2 separate regions of the Mus musculus genome follow, and region 2 is linked to region 1. Evidence: chromatin contacts called from public Micro-C data. All regions are on one chromosome and are shown on one strand. The core of a region is the stretch at or near the end of the contact, and the rest is flanking DNA. Distances in the headings are between cores, read along the strand shown.

What was found. A called contact is a pair of places that touch in the nucleus more often than the background predicts.
Region 2: a contact with region 1 is called in a Micro-C map of muscle stem cells, with 9 times the contacts expected there. The contact joins two enhancer-like sites. A contact is called at or near these places in 2 of 484 Hi-C or Micro-C datasets (embryonic stem cells and muscle stem cells), 2 of 115 datasets of contacts at active chromatin or transcription factors (astrocytes and embryonic basal ganglia) and 1 of 9 other capture datasets (embryonic tail).

The regions. Positions count from the first base shown.
Region 1 is chr6:52,367,622-52,374,597 of GRCm38.p6, forward strand. No RefSeq gene overlaps it. Among named protein-coding and RNA genes, the nearest start is that of Evx1os, 56 kb to the left of the region's middle. RefSeq lists an enhancer at 1-603. Within about 2 kb of position 1,325, at least 23 of the 459 cell types and tissues checked have an H3K27ac peak or open chromatin away from gene starts, as enhancers often do. A contact at or near this core is called in muscle stem cells, where this site is marked.
Region 2 is chr6:52,838,659-52,845,314 of GRCm38.p6, forward strand. All of the region lies in intron 2 of Jazf1 (JAZF zinc finger 1), which reads right to left. Among named protein-coding and RNA genes, the nearest start is that of Gm52903, 24 kb to the right of the region's middle. Within about 2 kb of position 2,038, at least 25 of the 459 cell types and tissues checked have an H3K27ac peak or open chromatin away from gene starts, as enhancers often do. A contact at or near this core is called in muscle stem cells, where this site is marked.

The DNA of each region.
Region 1 (6,976 bases), core at 75-2,574:
CACACGGTCACAGATGCCTTCTAGATTATTCTCATTAGAGGTAGCCATTGATACCATTACTTTGAATGAGCTGTGATCAATTGCCTGATGGATAGTTTTTTTTTTTTTAGGGGGAGAGTTGTTGTTTCTGGTAAGAAAAGAGACAGACTTAGCTAAGCAGAGTCTTGTCTTTATTTCTACTTCCTTCTTGTGTGTCACGTCCATGAGATGGCTGGATGGATATACGACAGTGGTCTTGTCCTCACGAGATGAACAAAAACATAAAAGCTGATAAAAGAAACTAAAACAAGTAGCCAGGTATGGTAGCACAAACCTGTAGTCTAGCACTGGAGAATCTGAGGCAGGAGGACTGCAAGTTTGAGAACAGAGGCCATATAAAGAAACAAATAGAAGAAAGAAAGCTAACAGGAAATGAAACAATAAACCACACATGCTGAAGGCACAGTAGGGCTGGGGATGCAACTCAGCTGGCAGAGAGTGTGCCTGTCATGCACAAAGCCCTGGGCTCAGTTCCCAGCACTGTATAACCTCTGCGTGGTGGCACAGTCTGGAGGCAGAAAGATCAAGAGTCATCCTAACTACAAAGTGAGGTTCACGTCAGCCTGGGGCTATGTAAGACCTTCACCCCTCCAAAAACGGGAGCGGAACTATTACTTGAATTTTTCCAAAATATTCTTTTTTTCTGAAATTAGGAGACAGAAGCCAGAGAGGCTGAGACACCGGCCCAAGATGAACTGAGGAAGTCCTCTGCTTTCAAATCCTGTGCTTCATGCGTACTATCACTGTGACCCCGCCCCCGCCAGAATGAATAGGGTTAAGGCTAAGGGGTGCTATATGAGTGGGTGCTTAATCTGAGTCTCCCTCCCTGCCCCCCACAGTGAGGGTGTGGTCAGCAGACAGTCCTCCACGCGTCAGAAGAGGCCCTTTACTGGAGGCTGACTTGGCTGGTGCCTTGATCTCAGACTTCCAGCTCCTGGTTCTGTTAGAAATAAGTTTCCTAGAGCACATAAACCAAACAGTATTAAATTATGCCAATTATTATAGCTAGGCATGGTGACATACACCTGCAAGGTAACCCCAAAGGCAGGGCAGGGTGATCTGGAGTCACAGAGTGAGTTTGTTTCAAAACAATACAATAAACAATAAACCATAAACAATGAACACATTATATCGATGGCAAATTCTTTCTGCTCGGCTACATCTCTAACCAGTGTTTCTGTCTGCTGCTTACGTCGACATAGCAGAGCAGGACAAGCAGGCACAGCTGCTGTGTGCCTCTGGCTGGGGGAAGAAACGGACTCTCAGAAAGATAAAGTGCTTTCAAAGCCACAGAGCTAATAAATGTCGCCCTCCCTTTCTTCAAGAGGTGATTGAGCAGCCCGTGGCCAGTGTGTGGTCACTCCTGTTAATAACCTCAGAGGAGATTATCTCAACTTCTAAACCGGTAACAATGATGCTTCAGGACAGGAGCTGGCAAGCTTCTCCTGGAATGAGCTGGACGGCATGTAGTTCAGGCTTTCTGGGCCACTTGACTGCTGTTGTAGCTGCCCAGCTCTGGGGCTGTAAGTGCATCCATGAGCAGTATCTGGCTGGACATGCAGGCATGAGCTCTGACGAAGCCACATCTGCAAGGTCAGGTGACTCACAGCATTTGGTCCATAACCTCAGACCACAGTTTGCCAACAGCTGTTTAAAACCGTGAAGCTACGGTGCTGTTGGAATGAATTGCAGTGGGTTTGACTTCTACTGCATGACTGTGGGTAAGTCCTATGGTGCTTCCAAATTCTGCTGCAAGGCTTCAGGGGAATTTCAAGTTAGAATGGTTCCCCCTACCTGTGCCAGCCCACCAGGCTCTCTGTCAGTGGTGACTGGGAGCTCTGAGGAGAGAAAGAGCTTATGCAGAAAGAGTTTGGTGCTGGCAGAATTTGATGCATAGTTCAGGGCACTTTACCCAGCAGAACATCCCTGGCTTAATGACTAGAGTCAGTTGAAGCTCATATGGGCCCTGGCAGGGAAGACCCTATCTCCTCTCACTGGGATCCCCCCATTCTAATCACTTAGGAGATTGGGGGGAAAAGTGCCAGGCTCCCTGTGTGGAGAGCTTGACTTTGAACCCAGATCTTCCATGACAGAGCTGTTTCTCTGCAGCAGAGAGGGGCACTGAGAGTTGAGGTCTGGCCGACCAGTTTTCAAACTGAAAATGACCTTGCCCCTGTCTTCCAGCCAGCTTCTGTTTTCTGAACATAATATTTAATTCTTCAAGAGATCATTCATGCAGATTTTGGCTTCTGAGAAATGTTTTCATTTATTATATGTATGCGAGAGTTTTGCCTGTACATGTATGTGCCTGATGCCCGAGGAGGTCAGAAGAAAGCATTGAATCCACCGGCACTGAAGTTAAGGGTGACTGGAGCCTCTATGTGGGTGCTGGGAGCTGAACCCGGGTCCACTATAAGAGTAGCCAATGCTCTTGTCCACTGAGCCATGACTACAGGACCTGTCTTGATTTCCAAGAATTTTAGATACTCAGTTTCTTGAGATGGGGAGGAGAGGGCAGAAGACCCTAAAAAATGTGAATTAATGGACTCGAAGGGCATCTTTTAAACATCGTTGATCCCTGCGCATGCTACTCTTAAGCGTCTTCCCCCATTATGCTCCCCTCATGCCCTTCTGTAGCTGCTCAGCCCCAGGGCCAACTGCGTTCTTTTCTCTCAATTCCGAAAGAGCTCCCACTTTCACCTGCCTTCCTTGCACACACACTTCTCGCCATCTCTCTTCTCCTTTGGGACTGGGCTCTTAGCCTTCTTAAGGGTTCACATACCAAGCACCAGGACATTCCCTGACTCTGTCACTTTCTTTCCACTTTCCGGTCCCTCTCGGGGTAACCTCCAAGCTGTGCAGTCTCCCTCGGAGTTACTACTCTCATCTCTTCCTAAGAGCAGGGCATGGTGAGAAAGCACTTTGTGAGCTGTGCCGCACTGTGCGTCCTCAGGGCCTTCACACTGTTTGCCTCTACTTCCTACCCAGACCGGCGTGACCCGCGAACCAATCTGCGCCTGTGACTCTCTTGAATATCTGCATAGAGGTGGGTCCTCTCTGAGGCTCAGTGCGTTTCATTTCTGGACTTGTCCACATTCTGGCCTGGGACAAGGCTCGGGTAGCATCTCACACTGAAAGGGATTCATCATTGAAATCTGACCCCACCCCACCAGCAGGCCCCCTACCTCCTCAGACCTTCCATTTCATTTTCCAGAATCTTCCTCCTGATGGTCACCCTGTCAGACCTTGGTCTGCCACATGTCATCATCTTCTTAGCCTTGTTTTCTATGGGAACAAGGTCAGGGGACAGTGATGCTAGCAAATCCCTGAAGCTTAATGAGCCCAATTAGCTCACATGTGCCACAGACAGGAGCCTGCTCTATTTATGGCACCGAGAAGTGAGAAAATGTCCCCTAGCCTGGGTATCATGTAACTCTCACAGTTCTGGCAAGGTTTGGCTGTGAAGTGCAAAGGCCTCTGAACCCCGTTGGTGTTAAGTGCGCGCCGAATATTCAATCCAGACGTGTCCTGCTCAGACTATTCTGGGGCCCATAAACCTTTCATCAGAATCGGGGTGAAATGCTCAGCCTTATTTGTAAGCCCCATATTTCTTAAGACCTCGGGGACTTATTTAGTATTCCCAGAGAAGGTCACAAGATTGTTTTTTGGGGGTCCTGGTTTAGTGGAACTGATGACTTTAAGCAGGGGATACTTTGTGACTTTCTAGAAATAAGAACCGGCTTCTCACGCATGTCCCGCCCCTCGGCGCCACTCCCTCTCCCTAACTGCATCTCCTGAAGCAACCTGGACAGAATTGTGTGGCTGGCTGCATAGCGCCCTGAGGTTTTTCTAAGGATACAGCTGAAGCCCCGCCCATCCGCACCAACTCTATCTCCACATATTGTGTTCAAATCGAATGTTTTCCGTGGGTAGTTTGGGATAAATTCCATTTCCATCCCAATTTCACTCTTTTATTCTTTTATTGAAAATAGATTTTGGGGCTGGTGAGATGGCTCAGTGGGTAAGAGCACCCGACTGCTCTTCCGAAGGTCTGAAGTTCAAATCCCAGCAACCACATGGTGGCTCACAACCATCTGTAACATGATCTGACTCCCTCTTCTGGAGTGTCTGAAGACAGCTACAGTGTACTTACATATAATAAATAAATAAATAAATCTTTAAAAAAAAAAAAAAAAAAAGAAAATAGATTTTTGTTTTCTCACATGATATAAACCTAACTATGGTTTCCCTTCCCTCTACTCTTCCCAGTTTCTCCCCATCTCCCCTCTATTTGGACCCGCTCTCTTTCTTTCTCTCATTAGAAAACCTCCGTCTAAAGGGTAATGATAAAATAACAGAAAACAGAAACTAACATATCAGAATAGAATAAAACAAGCAGATAGTCTAAGAAAAGGCCCAAGAACCACATATAAGCCCATGTGTTTGGATGGTCTGTTCCTGGTGACCGGCTACAGCTGGTTGGAGCCTGTAGTCCTTATTCACACGTGTTACTTACTGATTTCCCTTCCTGCAATCTCCTTTCTAGAAAGTGCCTCTCTTGATGGTGGTAGCAATGGTTTGGGGAGGCAGGGCTTCCACACTCAGAAAGTCACTGTCTTCCAACATACCAGGCCTGGGCACCTGAGGAGACCTTTCTGCACATGTTCAGCATCTCTCTCCTCCTGAAGGAGGAAGGAACCTGAGGCTTAGCTCACTGCTGACTGACAGTTATCCACCAAGGTTTCTTCCTGGTGTGCAGGCTCTGTGTTGAGCATTTTACATGCATTTGAATCTGCATCGAGTCCTCCAGGTTGGAGACTAATTCCACTTTGCTGATGAGGAAACTGAATCTTCAGAGGTTACAAAGCTTCTCTAAAGTAACCACACTGTTTCTGATGTCCCAGCCTGAGACTCCCAGAGCAGTGCCCTGCAGGGGGCCACAGCCATATCAATGGATAACTCAACTAGGTACTTATCTGAACAGCATCACCACCAACCAGATCCTGGTCGAGGATGGGTTATAGACAACTTTAGGGAAGCTATGGACTCTCACCTCCCCACAAACAATGCCTTCCCTGCACCTATCATGGGGGTTTAGGGTATATTCTTGCCTTGAATATTTCTGTGTTGCAGGTATAAGTCTACATAAAATTTATAGAATTATGCTGACTGTAGGCATAGATTTTTTGCAGCACATTTTAATAAACGTTCGACCTCTCCTCTTGCCCATCACCCACCAGAGGTAGTGGAAGAGAAAAGTCATTAGGATACGGAGGGAAGAGAACCTGTTTAGCAATGGTTCTTTGGGGCTGAGCTTAGGCTTCTTTGTCAGCAGCTCAGTCCCATAGCAAACACCAAATTCAGATTCAGACTCATCAGCTTCAGTCCAGTCCTCTCAGCACGCAGACAGCACACAAGAAGAGAAAGCTCTTTGGTGAGTTTCTCTCAATGGCAGCTTTACCACGAGTGGAGCTCAACAACACTGTAAGGTGAACCAATACATGCCTGTGGTTATCGAAGGATAGTGAGGCACAGCAAACCAACCCAGTGCTCCTCTCCCACTGTCTGTGGGGCCATATTTATACTCCTTCATCACACATCCATTCACGTGTCCACTATAACAAAACATCCTTTCACCTGTGTCTGCTTCAGGACAACAGCCTTTCACGTGTCTGCTTTAGCAAGACATCGTTTCTCCTGTGTGCCCCAGGAAAACATCATTTGACGTAACTTACTTTCCAAACAAACCAGAAGTTTCCACTTCAACTGTTTGTATGGTGCATAGATGGTATATTGAAGGAGCTGTTTTGGCATCTTAAAACTCCAACATATTTCTGAGTTTTACTCACACTGATGTATGAAAATGTGGGTCAGTCCCACTTAACTGCTATATGGTGTTAGAATGATGTTGTGTGTTATGTTTTCATGTCCTCTGCTGATAATATTGCTGTGAACATGTGTTCATGTCTTTTTGGATACATAGTTAATTTGGGGGGAATTTGTCTAAGAGGGAAACCATGAGGCAGGCACTTATTAGTCTTATTAGACATGGCCTGGTTACTCTTCAAAATGAGGCACCAGCTTACACTCCCATGGGGAAAGAGGAGGCTGTATCCTCCACAGCCTTGACAACACCTACCATCCCGAGACCTCAAAATCTCATGTTTCAGCTAGTATCCACTGAGCATTTCCTTCATGAAACCCACAGCCTTCTTTTTGCTTACAACTTTAAAAATTACTTTTGATAAAAAGGAATATGCACAGGGCACGGAGAAATTTTCTGAGCAGAAAACACCTACAACAAAGAGTGAGGGCTCTATTTCTGACTCCACTCCTCAGTGTTCTACCCTGAAGGAAATGGAAACTGTCACTTCTGTGCCCTTCCTGAGATATTCAGTGCTCCAACAAGTGCATGTACATAGCATGTGGCTTAACAGACATAGGTAAGAAAGACCAACCTAACACGACGGTCCTACCTGCATGGCTCTATACTTTGTTTTGCCACTCAACCAAAGGACCTGGAGATTGTTTCAATTCAATATTATATTTGCTTTGTTTTTAGTAAGGGCTCTGTATGTCATCTGGGTTACTTTAAACATTTGACTCAAGTGATCCTCATGGCTTTCTCAGTTGCTGGTCCTACAGGTGCATGCCACCATGGCTAGCTTCAACTCAATATCAATATTTAGTTGTGTGTGTGAGTGTGTGTGTGCCTGATACAGTGTATAAGCTTATATGTGGAGGTCAGAGGACAATACTGTAAAATTGATTCTCTTCTTCTACCTTTATGTAGGTTCTGGGCATTAAGATCAGGTACTCAGGCTTGCATGGCAAACATCTTTACCCAAGGAGTCATCTTAGACTCTAATATTTTATCATTATTAATAGTATTAAGAGTTATTTTTATTATTTTAAAGTATGTGTCCAAGTGTCTACG
Region 2 (6,656 bases), core at 788-3,287, 470 kb after region 1:
TAATTAAATGCCTTTTTGGTGGACTCCTGCTGCTGTGTGAACTAGCTCTAGGCTATGAAAGTAATGAGTCCGGACAGAGTCATCTGATCTCACACTTGGTGCAAAACGCAGGGAAAGGCCTTGCCCACAATTCCTAGCCTGTTTACCAGACTGCAAGCAGTCGGTCTGACTGTTGGAAGCATTAAGAAGCCTCAGGCTTTGCCCTTCCCCCTTCTGTAGTTTCCCAGTTTCTGATTTTTAGAAGGATTGTCTCAGAAAATATGGTATTCTAGCGCCCTCTGCAGGCCGCAAGCCTGTCAGCCTCTTGCCAGCGTGGCTTTTCATCAGCAGAAGTGGAAGCGAGGGATATCACGATTATTAGAGCCCAGAGGCAGAGCTCACTGGAAGGATGTTTCCTAAGGGCAGGCTGGCACTGGTTATTCCCCCCCCCCAAAAAAAAGCCTTAGGAAAACCCTCCTTTGCTGGCTTGTTCGGGATGTAAATTTCTGTCTTCAAAGGACATGGCAGAGCTTTAGGGGACTGACTTGTTTTTTATTGTCGATGTCCTAACAGTTCTTAAGGTCTGGAAGAATACAGGCTCTGACTGATCCCTCAGAGACTATACGGTGCCTGGGCTTAGGAAGGCTAGTTAGGGAGAAGAAGAAAATAGAAGTCAACTGTGTGGGCACAGCTGAGACTTGCTCAGCCAACGTCTCATTCTCATGAAGTGGCAACTTAGGAAAATGCAGGGGCTCTCTCAAGTGTTTTAAGGAACTTAGCATGGATTTTTAAAGGGCATTTTATATTGATTTTAAAACATTTTAGATGGGGTTGATATAAAACATTGCTGAAAGAAAGCTACTTGTAAAGATAAAATTGTGGCGGTGGGGAGGTGGAGAGACATCTCTGGGGTTAAGAGAACCCACAGCTCTGGAGGAGGACCTGAGTTCAGCACCCGTGTCTGGCAGCTCACAACTGCCTGCAACTCCAGCTCCAGGGGGTCTAAAGCCTTCTTCTGCACGCATCTGCCGCAACACTCACCGATATGCATGCACATAAATCAAAAGAGATAAAAACGAGCAAATGTCAAGAAAGTGACAAGAAAACAAAGGAAGGCCGTGGCTCTGATGGAGAGGCACTCCCCAGGCCACACTGTGAGCCTTGGAGTCTGCTTGACTATCAGCAAACAATCAATAAATAACCTTTTTGTTCATTTTCTTCTACCAAGTCTTGCTATAGCTATAGCCCAGGTGGTGTTGAGCTAAAGGCCCTCCAGACTTCTGGGGTTACAGCTGCGTGCCCCCACAGCTAGTCTGAGAGTCTCTCAGGAGACTTGTCTTTCAAATAGTTTTAAGTCAGCATAAGTATTAAAAGGTACTGAATTAGTTTTCTTAACAGTTAAGAGCATTAATTTTTTTCCTTCCAGTACTGGGGACTGAACTTTGGGCCTCAGGCACAAAGAAAGCACTCCATCAATGAGCTGAAAGCATTCACTTGCAATGTGGAACATTATCCCATATATTCCCTTGTAGTGAAGTTATACAGTGTAGGGTCATTTATAAACCTCTTGAATCATAACGAGACCCATGCTTTAGCCAACTCACAGAGGTGGATAGACATCTCACACACAGGAACTCTTACCCAGGCAGTCCACAATGAAACTGAAGAAATGTCTGTGTTAAACTATCCTTTCATGGTGCTGTGGTCATTTAACAGGCTTTCTTGAGAGACTACAAGGATACCAAGGAGGCAGGGGTCTGAGGGCAAGGTTGCAGTTTTGCTGGGAGCCTGGGGCCTGGCAGCACCTTCACCCAGAGGATATTCAGTGCTTCAGACAAGATCAGTATGTCCTCAGGGGAACGGACCAGAGATTTTGGTTCCAATAAAATGACACTTCCAAATAAAAACTCAAAATGAAAATGTTGAGCTTCCAGATTTGTTAAATTCAGGAACAAGGGCTCTCAGCAGGACCTGTCAACAGCCCGGGTTAGAAGAGGGCAGCTGCTGCTGCGGTGTAGCTCAGCATACCCATCCCAAACATCCCAAGTCAGCCACACACCATTCGTCCAGGCTGGAATCTGGCTGCCAGACTGGTCCCCAGCTCGGCTTATCTCCCACTGGGAGGCTGAGGCAGCCAGGAAGGAATGGCGGTTTTCCAGCAGATGTGGTCTGCTGAAGAAGGGCAGCCCAACCCAGGCTTGGCGCCGCCACATTTATGGTCCTTCCTCCACTTCTGCTTGCTGCCTGCTGCCCCCTCATTGCTTGCTGGCAGCCCCAGCCAGGGGACAGGTGATGAGGATTAAGCCTAGCGTATTTGCATATCCTCAGCCTAGGGAAGGAAATTAATACCACAGTGACATGATTTAGTGGCTAGGTTTATACAGTGGAAAACGCTGCAGCAGTTGTGAGCTCTGGGAGACCAAGGAAGGCATGGAAGGCAACGTGTTTGGCAGGATGGGCTAGCTCCCGGTCAGTGGAAGGAGCACGAAGAAATGGATCATTCTGAGGAGAAGTGGTGTCCAAAATTCACTTGCAAGTTACGAATGGGCACAGGAAACTATTTTTGCCCGCTTTTTTGCTGGGTGGGGTGGACAGAGGTGGGGCTGACCGCCATCCTCACCTCTTCAGAAAGGCCCTGTTATGGCAGGATAGGCCTTGGGCCACGCTCGGGCCACACTCTGCCCACTCTGCAGCCAACTTCAGACCTTGTCTGTCAGGCAAGTATTTCAGGAATGCCAAAGACATTTTCTCTTTATAACGAGAACGTAGAAACAGTTTTAGCCTCTCCCCGAAGTTTAGGAGAAAACAATTTGCTCCCAGCACACGTTCATTTGCCCAGACTACTTTCCTTCAGGAGGGCAGCAAGGGGGTGCTTTCAGATGAGTATTTAGACAGCCATAACAGGCTGTAGCTGAAGCAGGCAAGAAGGCAGTTATCATTCTTTCAATTCGCTGTCATCCAAAGGTACTTTTAAAAAATGGATGCCATTAAGAGCTTCTCATTCCCATGAACCCAGTCCTGCAGTGGGTACATTTCTGGGCAAACATAAATTGCTATATCGGTGCCCACTTCCCACAACAGCAGTGAGTTCCCCTCTAAGCATAACCTCAGAATTGCCTAGGACAGAAACAGCATCATCACTCAGGATGATGGCCAATAATAAAGCAAGCAAGCTACTTATCAACAAATGCCAGAACACACATTAAAAACAGGGCTGTCTTCTTTACTGCTGCCATCTAAGGTGGCCAGATACACTTAAAATTGGCATGTTGCCAATTTATTCTCCAAAAACATCTTTGACATTTTCTTAAAAAGAACTTAGGCCGAGCTTTCCTGTGATTAAATTTGGAGAGTAAGATGTGCAATTCAACCCCAGAACCCCTTGGACCAGAATCCACAGGGCTAAAGATACTGAGACCAGGTAAATTGAAGTTAAGTGTGGATTTCAACAGCCATCAGAACAGAAACTCCCCCAAGAGCACATCTCAAGTATACAGCTGAAAATACTTAAAAGCCTTGATGTGTGTGAGCACTGTGCATGCTGAGGCCGGGGGTGGTGGTGGTGGTGGTGGTGGTGGTGGTGGTGGTGGTGGTGGTGGTAGGGTTGGCGGGGGCGGGGGGAGGAGGCGCCACACACCAGGTGTCCTATCACTACCACCTCAGTCCCTTGAGATCGTCTTTCACAGAACTCAGGAGATCCTGCTTGCCTGTGAATCTGAACTCAGTTATGCTCCTGCAGCAAACACTCTTACACAGTGAGCCTCCTCCTCCTCTCAACAGATGCTTTAGACAATAAGAGGATTATTAGCATATAAACATCTCACGCTTTTACAGGTTAGCAGGGTTTGGTTGTACATAGGTATTTTGGCATATGTGCCTATTAGGCATTATTTGTGAATAGTAAACTAAATTCCCATCAGAGGAGACCCCAACTATCCCGGCCACTGGAGGCACAGTATCTTCATTTTGAACGGACACTTGGGTGGCTCTTGGTGTTGAGGAAGAATTTTCTACAATACTCGGGAACCTATATTCCTATATATTTCATTACTGTAGCTGTAATGAAACACCATGACCAAGAGCAAGTAAGGGAGGGAAGGTTTGTTTGGCTTACACTTCCTCAATACACCACTTCCTCAATTACACTTCCTCAATACATCACTTCCTCAATACCGCTCATCACTGAAGAGAGTCAGGGCGGGCACTCAGGAATGGTGGGATCCTGGAGGCAGGAGCTGATGCAGAGGCCATGGAGGGGCGCTGCAGACCAGCTTGCTCCTCATGGCTTGCTCAGCCTGTTTTCTTATAGAACTCAGGGCCACCAGCCCAGGGACGGCCCTACCCACAATGGGCTGGGCCCTCCCAACTCATCACAAATTAAGAATATGCAATATAGGCATAGAGACATGTTAGAGACTTTTTTTTTGGTCCTAAACTGTCTATTGGGTATGAATTTTACAATATCCGTGTATTAGCAGTAATGGTGGAGCTGCAGAGTATTGCGCCTTCCCCAGGCTGCACAGCAAAGAGCCACCAAATCCCCTAGGGATTTAGAGCTTGTGGCCCTTTCCAAGGCCATGCCTCTGCATCCAGCAGATGGCAGCCCACACATCTCCCTGTGCTTGTGAACTGGTTTGGTGACCCGCTGGGTGTCTGGATTTCTTCTGAGAGCTTTCTGGAACAAATCAATGAGGACAGGCTCAAAACACTTACATGTGGAATCTTCACCAACCCAGTCGGAATTCAGGATTCTCAACACCCCACAATGGTATCCAGCTCTCTCAGAGCAGACTCAAGGCTTTGGGCAAATTCAGCTGTTTAACACCCTGATGGACAGGATTGCTGTAAGTTGCACCCTTAGGAACTGTGCAATTGCAACCAACAAGGTGGACACGAATCCTGTAAATGACATAACCTTGCTTAGCCTTGTATCTCGGACTTCACAGGAGCCCTGTGCAGCACAAAGAGCTGGCGGTATTGCCAGCAGCGGACCCTCATAAGAAAGAGCATCACATGGGACTGCTTCTTCCTCCATAGCTCCTGGATGTATTTGTATGTACCCATCTTGGCTGACAGCTGTCGCCAGAGAGAGGTGGAAGCATTTTCTTATTTGAAGTTGCTTCCTTGCAGATGACTTTAGCTTGTGTTAAATTGATATAAATCTATCCAGCACACATTGAAAGCTGAGCATTAAGTGATAAGTCTCAAAAAGGAATTGATGCCACCACTTGGTCAAGGGAAGCTGGTCTGGGGACAGTATGGCATGTATCAGTGCTCCTTTGTGCCAGCTGACATGACTGGGGATCTGGAGGATGACATCTCATAGCATTATCACAACGGGACCAGAGCCCTGTATGAGCTCCATCGCAGTGTGGCATGAGCAGATCTGCAAGCTCAGCCCCATGGCCTCTAATCCTTGGGTGTACCTTTACCGGAACATTGTAAGAAAGATGGCAAAACAGCTGCTCAGGATCTGGCTTCCCCTTTCCCCTCAGCCTAATAAGAGACTAGCCTTTCTGGCTGTGTATGTTAAGAAGGTAGCCGACTTTTTGCTAAGGCTGTATTAGGGCCCCACTAGTTAAAAAAAACAAAAGACTTCACGATATCAAAACCACAAGCTCAGTATTCTGTCATCTGACATCTCATTCATTAGTTTGCAAGTAACACACATTCCACAAAGAATCTGTCAATGCAGATAAAGGCCCCATGGTGCACACAATTTGGTTAGTGGCTTTCATATAAGAAAAGCATTAGGAGGCTCATTTTACAGACAAGGATGCTGAAGGCTAGGGAACTACGTGGTTAAGAGGATGCTCTTGGGACAAGGAGTTCAAGCATCCTTTTAGCCTGGCATCCTTTGTAGTGTACTTATGAACCTGGACCATAGGGGATTTGAGATTCAGGCTTAGTGGCAGGAGGCAGTAGAGGTAGGGTTTCAAGGCAGAAGAATGCATCCTTCCACTTTCTATAGGAACATCCGACTTGCTGTTCAGAATCCTAGGATACTGAGTCAGATACTGGTCAGATCCACTTCTGGAAACTAGATTTTCTTTCCCTCAAATCAGTTTTCAAGGAATCCCACAATGAAGTCCATATTACTGTGGGTTCTCAGAGGGATAGGGAGGCTACCCCCCAGGAGAGCTTCATTTTGGAATATTCCTGTTGCTATAAGAGACAAAAAGGTGGACAGTTTTCTGTTCAGTTGGTTCAGATAGTCTTTTAGAAGCCAGGGAGACAGGGACAAGAGAATGACTAGGGGCCTTATGTCCCCAACACGTTCCACCTCCACAGTGTAGTTGTTTCTGGTGCTCAAGGATGATTCATTACCTTTCCCAGTTTCCCACAATTCCTAGGGGCAGAGGCTGCCACACTCTTTTGCTCATGTGAAAACCCTCTGTGGAGTTGTCTGTTCCAGTGCCCCGACAGAAGTTCTCTCTACATTCACTACTGACATGTACAAAGATTTACTCACGTCTGGGAAGGCCTTTAACTACATGTTGAAGGGGATCCTCCTGGAACTATACTGTTGTGTTGCAACCACTAGCTTGACCATTTATCTACTCTGTGTGACCATGGACGAGTTTCACATGCTGATGCCTTAGTGTTCTGCATCTATAGAGCTAAGGTGTGAGCTTCCATCTAGGACGTTACAGGCGAGACTATCTGAATCCACCCCA